Linked DNA regions of Arachis hypogaea: region 1 is linked to region 2. A link is a contact called in public Hi-C data. All regions are on one chromosome and are shown on one strand. The core of a region is the stretch at or near the end of the contact, and the rest is flanking DNA. Distances in the headings are between cores, read along the strand shown.

Region 1 (5,382 bases), core at 1,973-4,472, 52 kb before region 2:
GTCTCGGTTATGACCATCTTCCTCGGTTGATCTTGATCATGTAATGTACCTTTGAACTTTAATGTATCGTCTGCATTAAATAATTGCAACTAATCACAAGTGACTGTCTCTGTAAATTTTCTTTAGGTTATGTTATTAGACACAGCTTTTCATTTTATACAAAATAATTGAATATTTACAACCAATAATCGAGATTTAGCTGGTTAATATAGAAAGAATATATTTTGTTAAGCTTCTATCATTTTAAATGCGTTGAAAGTTGAAACTCTCTTTTATTATCATTGAAAAATTTAACTAGTATTCTTCCATTAAATTATAAATGATGTATATTGGAAATTAGTTATTAAATTAATTGTTATATATACATTTTTTCTTATATATTTTGAAATATAGTAATTTTCATCACCACAGTCAAAAGTCAAAACTTTAAATGAGTAGAGTGTTTTGACCATTGCTAAAAGACAAAAAAAATGATAATTAAATTTAAGTCTATGAAGATTTGTACTTAGATCAAAATAGATCTTTAAAAAAAAAATTTTTAATTCAAGGATTATAAATGTTGAATACGTATTTTTCAACAACTTTTTTTTCATATCAAGTGTGTGTTTGGATTACAGTTTGCAAATAAAAGTTTGCATAAAATTGATTTTGCAAACTTAATTTTGATCAAAAGTAAGTTTGTGTTAAAGTGATTTATGTTTGGTAATTTTTGTATCAAAATGGATTATAGTAAAATAAATGTTGTTTGGCTTATACCATTCAAAATCACTCTTAGATAAAAAATTACTAAAATAAACGTCAACTTAAAATTTTTTTTATATTATCCTATTATTTTAATTTAGATATTTAAATAGATCTTATTAGTTAATTTTATAATAAAATTAATATTTACTTACTAAAATAAAAATAATATATAAAAATAAATAAAATATATTTTTAAATAAAAATAAAAAATATAAATTTTAGATAAAAAAATATTTAATCAAATATGTTACATTTTTTAAATATTAAATGTTACTTTAGTATTTTTTTACATGGTACTCTTATTCTAGTATTCTTAATAATCTTATTCTTAATATTAATTTGGAATCCAACGTTTATAATTTTATTATTATCTATGATTGATTTTTATTTAATTTATCTTTTTTAATTGAATCATAATCTATATTATAAAAATTACACTAAAACATAGTATACGAAAATTACAATTATAAAAGAGAGTATTGAAAATAATAAAAATAAATAAATATTTACTCTATAGTGATTGAAACAAATCTAAAAGTTCTTGATGATCTTTTTATATAATATATTTTTAGTATTTTTAGTACTCTCTTTTAGTATGTTATAATTGTTTACTATTATTATTATTATTTACAGTTAATTTTTTATTTAATTTACTTTATCTAATAGATTCAATAAATCATATTATAAAAAGATGATAACAAATATAATACACAAAAATCACAATTATAAAAGTGTATAATGTCAAACAAACAGTTGAAAAAAAATAAAAATAATAAATAATAAAAAAAATAGAGCTCATATAAATAGAAATAACAAGAATTTTATAAATAATACAATAACATATATAAAGGATAAAGTTGGTAAAAAGGTAAATAAATGGTTAGTATCTATGGCCAAAAGCCGTCAAGAAAACGCAGAAGTTAAAAATAGTTGCTTCTTGTAAACGTGGTTTTTGCAGCAAAATCACTTTTGCGTTCAAGAGAAAAAAAATTTGCCAAACCAAAAGTTGAAACTTTCAAGAATTTAAACGTGCTTCTTCCCTTCCAATGGGTTTCTCAAACACACCCCAAACTGACTCGGATAAGCCAGTCGCACCCACGCCCATGCATCTTGCATTTTGCATAGAATGTCTGTGGCTTAAACTCATACACATTGTAGTCAACTCTTCTAAAGATAGTGTAACTTCTAATAGCTGCGACGACTTTCTAGAACTGTATTTCATTTCAATTCGGAACTCTCCGTCCTCAGGATTAGCAACGCCTACCGAAAGCAGAAATCATCGTTCATTAATCAATCCAAAGTTTAAATTAACAAAAACGTATTATTCAGTCATCACGTACCTATGTTTGCATATTCCGAAAATTTCGGTGCATGCATGACGTCGAGATCCAACTCATGCATAAAAGGCGGCACATTCATCGGTTGACTGTTTGAGGGATGAACCACTATATTCTCCGCTGCTATCTCAACCCCCACATCACCATCCTCGTCTTCGTCGCCAGCTTCATAAGAGGCTTCGAAGTTCTCTTCGTTGTCACTATTCATTCCTTCCTACACTACATGTCTATCAACCTCTATATCTAATTCATTTTGTATCCCTTCTGCCTTTACGGTTTCAAACTCAACATACTGCTCAATCTGTGGCTGTCGCATCTGAGTCTGCCAGTGATTTTGAAACATATTCTACATAGTCGATTCGTTAGTGATTGGCATGGTATCAAACTGTATTAGTCCACCAAAAACTACAACCGGATTCCGTTACAGAATTATTCTCACTCTCATTAACATACTGTTCTCCATGCTTTGACAGAGACCGTTTTGAAACTCCATAAACGTCATGGTGCATGGATTCACAAACGAAAACAGATTCTGGTACACAAACCTCACTCCCTCATGAGTATTCCGTATTATTTCACCATTGCGATATACCGCCAAGTTTGCGATACCCTCCATTATACTACCAACACACTCAGAGGATGTTCAAAGCACAATCTCATTCAGAATGAAAGTGGTATCGAACTCGACCTTATATAGAGAGAGCATTCAACACGCCCCCACGTGCTATGTGCCTCAGCCAACCACGCTTTGCCACGTGTCAGCACGCCCCCTCGCGTGCTCACCACGCCCACCACGTGTTTGAAGCTTCACCCAATCACGCGTCACCACGTGGCAGCATGCCCCTTGTGTGCTGATCCACCACACCCCCCACGTGCTGCGTAGTTCATCCAACCACTCTGCGCCACTTGTCCTCTACGTCCCCCCACGTGGTGCCTTTAACATGCCCCTGCGTGTTGGACCAGTCATCTGACACGTCTGTCCAAATATAAATACACTAAGTTCTTCCATTGTTATCCAAAACACCACCCTTTACTCCATAACCAAATTATAAATACACTAAGTTCTTTCATTTTTTTTTTCTATTTTTACCTCAAACAAATGCATCTTAAAAATCTATTCTATCCAAAATACACATTCTCATGGACTTATTTGTTACTTTAGTCAAAAAGAAATGAAAAAAATTACAAAGAGCAAGAAGAGCTAGAAAAAACGAAAGAGAGAGAGAGAGAGAGAGAGAGAGATTTTTCATCTTCTGAAGTTCTGAGCTTTTTGCGTGTAGCAGCGGTTCCTGGGCACCGCATCACCGTGTCTCTGAGAGAAAACAGAGATAAATAACACTCTCTCAGCTCAACTGTGCCCTCCTTTTTCTTCTCTTTGTTCTATTTATGTGCTTCACTTTACTTCTTTCTCGATCCATTTGACCCACCATAGCCATTAACACATGCACCTTCTCCCAGATCTCTGCTGCTGGTACTTCCCTACCCCCATCAAATCCATATATTCGATCCAAACCTCTAATGTGTTGTTTAGCCTAACTTCTGTTCATGTGGGGTTTTCCCCCTTTTTTTAAGGGGAAAAAATATTGGTTGTCTCTAATTTTCTTCTTGATGTTGCTGGTTTTGTTTATCCTGAATTGGGGTTTTGGTTTGTTCGGAAATTTTCATTTTTTTTTCAAAAAGAAAATAAATAAGTAACATAATAAGCAAATGAAAATGCATAACATTTGTGAAATTTTAACCTCCTTTTTTTTTGTCTGACAAAAAAAAAATCCAGATTTGGTGATCTTAGCAGAGTTGATGGACTGGACCTGTAAAGGTGATCAGAATTGGTATGATCAACATTTGCGCCTTGATTATAACATCCCTGTCAATTGAAGGCTCTGCGTGTTTCTTGAGTTGTTGCTTCTTATATAGTCCAGTTCAGCTTTGTGATATGAACTCCTCAGAAAGATTTTGAAGTGAGGTTTTTCTTGTTCTAAGTTATAGAGCATTATTGTATAGACATTGTGTACAGAAGAGTAAAAGCTATAGTCTCTACCAACTGAAAATCATATGGGTGGTATTTGCTCAAAGTCATGGAAAGCCACTGTGGATGGTGTAGCTGTAAATAATGCTCTTATTAGCGAAGGCTCGTCGTCGAGACATGCTAATGGCCATGTTAATAATGAGCCTGCAATGACTTATCAGTCTATTGGACTTCCTGCAAATAGTATAGATAGCAGCAATTCAAATGTTCCCCCACTTGTTGATGATGATGAGTTGGAAAAGCATGAAAGGGAATCATTTTCCTTTTCTGGGATGGAAAAGGTATCATATGGGTCCGGTGCATATGATATCAATGACGGAATTCCTGCTCTATCTAGAGCTTTATCACATAAGTCCAGATCAGCCAAGTCCAAGCAGGCTGCTGCAAAGGTAGGTCACTGACTTACCGCCCTCATATTTGATCTCTATTTCTTCTGTGTTTGGATTGGTTTATATTGTATTTCATAGCTTACAAACTATAATCACAGTGCCAGAACAAGTGTTTGGCTAAAAGGTTATGTTGTATAAACATCAAGCAAAACCAAAACGTGCAAACTTTAATGCTGTCCCTGAAGAAGGAGAATGTCTATTATTTCTGGATTCAACTTTAGTTGAATTGATCTTATTAAGTGGTGTTGTTAATGTACAAACCCCCTAGGCATGACATGGACGCTTGAATGATTCCATAGACACCAATGGAAATGGGTGCCTTGCTGTGGAATCAAGCAAGGAAAGAAACCAAGGTTCAGAAGGGAGTCGATTAGAACATGATTTTAGTAATTGTTTATGGAGTGTATGCTAAGGCACCTGTATGCATTTGAACTATGATACTTGATGGGAATTAACTCAAATGATTTGCATTAGATATGGAGGCTGCAATCCCTGGTTCTTATACCCAAACATTATTGTTGCCTTTGGAACATTCTATCTTCCTTGTTTGTTTTCTTTGCCCTCTTTTTGCTTTTCATGTTTGGATCTTAAATATTGAATTTATGTAATATGGTTAGTTCTCTAGATATTAAGCAGTCTCTGTTTATGATATTAGAGACAACCATTCAATACGATAGGATAGAGTTTCTGCCTAAAGATAACTGATTTGTAGAGAAGTGTTTACATCAGTTTTGCTTTATGTCATGGATTATATATGTGCCCTTCCCTTTAGATTGTGCTTTTGCCTTATCTCTTTCTACGTTACAGGTTTCGGAAGTGAGTTCACTTTTGGGCAGAGCTGGTACAGCTGGGCTTGGCAAGGCGGTAGAAGTTTTGGATACGTTAG
Region 2 (5,258 bases), core at 857-3,356:
AGAACGAGTGGGAGGAGGAGGCATGATGGTAGGAGCGGGATCGCCGTCCGGTCTAGAATCATCGGGAGATAGAGAAGGCAGAAGAGCAGAAGGCTGTAGAGGATGACCCGAGATAGAACCTGTAGAATCATCACTAGGAAAAAGGTCAACATTGGGGTTAGTAAAGAAAGGTGACTGAGTGGGAGAAATAGACTCAAAGGAGGAAAAATGAGAAAACATGTGATGCTCCCAGAAGACAACATGACGAGATATACAAATACGTTTAGAGAGAGGATCCCAACAATGATAATCCTTGTGTTCAGTGTCATAACCAAGAAAACAACACATGCGAGCACCATGTTCAAGTTTACTGTGCTCATGAGGCTGAAGAAGAACAAAACAGACACAACCGAAAACTCGAAGAGAACTGTAATCTGGAGAGATATGATAAAGACGCTCAAAGGAAGTAATATTACCAAGAACAGAAGAAGGAAGTCTATTGATAACATGAACAACAGTAAGAACAGCTTCACCCCAAGTACGCTCAGGACACGAAGAAGAAAGAAGCATTGCACGAACAAAGTCAAGAATGTGATGGTGTTTACGTTCAGCTCGGCCATTTTGTTGAGAAGTATCAGGACAAGAAAACTCAGACAAAGTACCTTGTTCTGCAAGAAAGGCTAAAAGTTTGAAATCACGGTATTCCATAGCATTATCGCGTCGAAAAACCTTAATGACTTTGGAAAACTTAGTTTTGATCATAGTGGCAAAGTTAATATAAATCTAAAGTAACTCATGGCGATTAGTCATCAAATAAACCCAAGTAAAGCGTGAATAATCATCAATAAAAAGGACAAAGTATCGAGCACCTCCCATAGAAGCGGTGAGAGCGGGGCCCAAACATCAGAGTGGATAAGATCCAAAGGAGAACAAGCAAGAGAGGAATTACTGTGAAACGATAAAGCAGGTTGTTTGGCATTTTGACAAGAAATGCAGTCAAAAGACTCAGTAGGAACCTGACCCAATACACCCTGAGAAACAAGAGGATGCAATTTTCCTAAGGAGCTGTGGGCAAGACGTTGATGCCATAAATGAAGGGTAGACGGAGAAGAAGCAGCACAGAGATTTGGCACAGAAGGAATATGAAGATTCTCGAGTTCAAACAACCTTCTGACCTTACGTCTAGTCCCGATGATTTATCCCGTCCGATGATCCTGTACACGACAACCAGACATGGAAAAAGTGACATCAAAACCCAAATCAACAAGTTGTCCAATAGAAATAAGATTAAAGTTCAGGTTGGAAATATAATAAGTATCAGGAAGATTAAGAGTCGACTGGGAGATAGAACCTTTGTGTTGCGGGCAAGAGGGAACAATTAGCAGTATTTACAGAAGGTGAATTTGTAGTGGTAGACAGAGACGAGAAAAGATTATGCAACGGAGACATGTGATTAAAGCAACCCGAGTCAAAATACCATTTAGAATTACCTGGAGAAGTCGAAAAAGTAGGAGGAGTATTACCCAAAAGCGAGAGAAGATGCTTAAGAAGAAATGCAATATCAGAGAGAGAGACAGAAGACAGGTTGAGAGGAGCAGATATGGTAGATTCAGTAGCAGAGATAGCAGAAGCAGACGCATTCTTGGAGAAGTTAGGATGAGAATGATGCTCGAGGTGACCAGGACGTGGTGGGCGAGTAGGACATGCAGTAATAAAATGTCCCGAGAGCTTGCAGTAATGGCAACACACTTGTGGACAATTGTAATTAATGTGACCTTTCTGTTGACATTTGTGACATTCAACAAAAGAACAGTCTGAGAAGAAGTTCCCAGAAGAACAGTTACAGTTTCGACAGAATTTATCCTTTCTGTCTCTGGTAGCAAAAATATCCGAAGTATCCATAATAGTAGAGATAAAGATCAGAGAGAGGAGAGAAAACTGCAAATTTGGAGCAAAGAACAAGAAAACGGATGGCAAAATCGAAAAGAGCTCACCAAAAAACCTTAGGGAGGGTCCCACTGGTTGCCACGTCAGATGCCACGTCAGCGCTACGTCAGGTGGGAAGGACACGTGACACCGCGTGAATGGAGAAGAAGAGCGCGTCAGCGCTGACGAGGCAAGGAGGAGCACGCGGGTCGGTTCGGGCAGCAGGGTCAAGTACGGGTCCGTGTAGCTGCTGGCCGACACGTGGCGTGACACTGAGCCTTCGATCTAGACGCGGATCGAATGGCGCTGGAAGGAGGAGCACTTCAATCAGACAGAGAACTTTGGGCTGCGCGTCCGACGGCGATTCTAGTGGCGTTGAAAACTTCACAACTAGACGAAGGTGGGGGTAGTGGCGGTGACGAACCAAAGCGTCGATAAAGAGTCGAAAAAAAGGACAAATTACTGCCAGAGGAGACAAAACACAAGAGGCTAGAAACCAATTGTTATTGGAAAAAAAAAAAACCTGAGCTCTTGATATCATGTTAGAAACAAGAGATCAAGCTGAAGAAAGTGTTGTGTATTATTCAGTATAATGAAAAGTATAATATACATGGGGTATATATAGGTACTAGAAGAATTAAAGTAATAAAAGCATAGAATCCTACAATTAATATACAGACATGCTATATAAATATAAACGATACTAACTGATCTAAATTGATTCTAATGATTCTCTAACAAAAGCAAATATGCAATCAAATCCAACTACTTCTCTTTCATCCTTTTTCAATCTTCTTCAAGAATCTGAGCCGTATATCAAAACTTTGGTTCCAAGTTTAATTCTTGACCTTTGATTTGTAGCAGAGTTTCATAGCTTTCACTTTCTTTAATTTTTTAATTTGGTGCTTAAGGGAGAATAACATCTTCAACAAGTTATCAATAAAGCACCAAAATAAAAAAGATTTTCTGATTTACCTCATTTGATCTTGACTTTTAAACCCTAACTTTTGACTTGCTTAATTTTGGTAATCCATTCTTTTCTTTAATTTGAATCCCAATTAGACTATTTTTTATTTTTATTTTGTTTTTGTTTTTCTTTTAGAATGTTTTACGCGGATGAGAGAGAAGAGAGAAAAGAGAAGAAAGAGAACTAATTGGGTGACTTTGATTTGATTTAGATAGAAATGAAATTTTATTTTTTAGTTAGCAATCATTTCTTTGAACCCTGTAAGTGTGATATGATCTTGGACTTGGATCGTCAATTTGGCATTAAACTTGTTTTTTGTTTTGATGGAAAAGTATTGGTATGATAACCAACTATTTCCTTAAAACTTATGGATCTAAAGTTTGTTATTGGGCTTATTTTATTTTCTATTAATTTCTATACAAATAACAAATTAATCACACATATAATTAAATTTTTAACCTAATAATAATATTTAGTCATTATCAATTAATTTATTATTTTTTTAAACTCAACAAAAAAATTACTACTCCTCACATAAAACTTCTATTTCCAGTCATTTATTTGAAACAGAAAAAACCTTTTATGATAACTACAGCATTAAAATCTTCTTGAATAGACTAATCATTTTTTAAAATATATATAAAATAAAGCTTAATGTAGACCTCGGATTAGTACTTATATCACATATATAGTGTATAATCAAAGGTAAATATCTATATTCAAATAATATAATGCATTATTAAAATTCTGTTTGAATATTGTGGATATAACACAAGAGAATATAAATATGATCACAGAAAGCTTATTATTTGATTGTGAAAATAGAAAGAGAGACACAAACAATTCATGTACTTATTTATTCTTTTACTTTTGTATTTCTATTGGTTTTAGCCGTATAGATCCAATCACACCCTAAACTCTAAAGAAACTATTACCATGTTGCCTATGTATAAAATTAAATATAGACCATATGAGTTATGGTAAAAGAAAGCAAAACACCAAAGGCTATATAATAAGACCAGCCACAAAACGTCCAACACCATCACAGGGGACACCAACAAACATAAATTGCTTTGTAACTCCTTCCCATCAGCACTTTCCATAAAATTAGCACTAACCAACAACATTAGTATGCATAGTTAGTGTTTTTTTTTTTTTTTTCATGGAATTTCCTAACCTGTTAGGTTAAGAACTAATCCGTCGCAGATATGAGCTTAAAAAGGGTGTATTGCTGATCAATGGGTTGGTGCATGCACAAGACTGAATTCGAACTCTCGACACTTAAACAGACAAGTGAGCTGACTACTCGTTCAATTCAAATTGGTTATTAGTTGGCATAGTTAGTTATGCAGAGAGATTAGTTTACCATTTTCTGTTTCATTCAGTCATGCAAGCCTCACTCTCTCTCCTCCAGTTTTTTTGTTCTCCTCGAGTTTTGTCTGGACTGCTTTGTTCGGCCTGGTTTCTGGGCTTTATTTCTTTTGGATCTACTACGTTTAGGGCCCTTGGGCTTTATCCTTTTCGTTCATGGCATACCATACTTTATACATAGATGGTAAATTGTACAAAAAACAAAAAACAACATTGGTAAATCACTATAAATCCTCTACCAAAAACGCGGTAAATCTTAAAACAATATTGTGCAAACAAAAAGTAGGCCATCTAAAATTAGAAATCTATCTTATGAATTGGAAGAAAGCCTTAATTGATCCAACAAGGGGCAGAGAAGTGTAAATATCATTAGAGGATCAAGCATATATCCGGAAAACCTCAAAACCCTATGGAATGATATACAAGAATATTATTAGCAGCCTTTTTTGCTATCATCAGTTCCATTATATTAATAAGAAAAAAGATAAGTATTATCATGCTTTAATTTGTCCAAAGAGTTAGCTGAAACGCTAGGATTGATTCGGATAGAAACCTTTTTGAATGAGCTTTAATTTTTGTGTGCGTAATTTACTTATCAACCGGTTGATTCCATCTAATTTTTAGAATCATGATAATTTACATATCAAATCATCTAATAAATTCTTTACTCAACTTTAATTAATTACATACTCAATGGTGGTTCTAAATTTTACGATTTCACTTATGAACCGAATTGAATTGGCCACCAATTTATTATTCAACCAATTTGATTGGTCGGTTTAATCTGATTTTCAAAAAATATGATAACTTACATATCAAATTATCCATAACATACAAAAATAAAACTTCAAATTCGCCATAATAAATTTTACAGTTTTAAAATCTCTGTATTCTATCCAAATGTCAAATTAACTTTTTTTTTATCGAAGAGACATTAGAGATAAAAGAAAAAATGATAGATTTAAGTGTTGTCCAAAACAAGTGAATGCATGCAGACACACGTAGACATAGATAT

Evidence for each region. A called contact is a pair of places that touch in the nucleus more often than the background predicts.
Region 1: a contact with region 2 is called in a Hi-C map of leaf, with 6 times the contacts expected there. The contact joins the promoter of LOC112775574 here to the enhancer-like site in region 2. A contact is called at or near these places in 4 of 8 Hi-C or Micro-C datasets (leaf and an unstated tissue).

The regions. Positions count from the first base shown.
Region 1 is chr19:149,390,320-149,395,701 of arahy.Tifrunner.gnm2.J5K5, reverse strand. LOC112775574 (protein PSK SIMULATOR 1) reads left to right here and starts at 3,222. Exons shown (of 13, transcript XM_025819287.3): 1 at 3,222-3,552; 2 at 3,856-4,496; 3 at 5,304-5,382. The coding sequence starts at 4,134.
Region 2 is chr19:149,337,294-149,342,551 of arahy.Tifrunner.gnm2.J5K5, reverse strand. No RefSeq gene overlaps it. Among protein-coding and RNA genes, the nearest start is that of LOC140182469, 6.9 kb to the right of the region's middle. Within about 2 kb of position 2,106, at least 1 of the 3 cell types and tissues checked has open chromatin away from gene starts, as enhancers often do.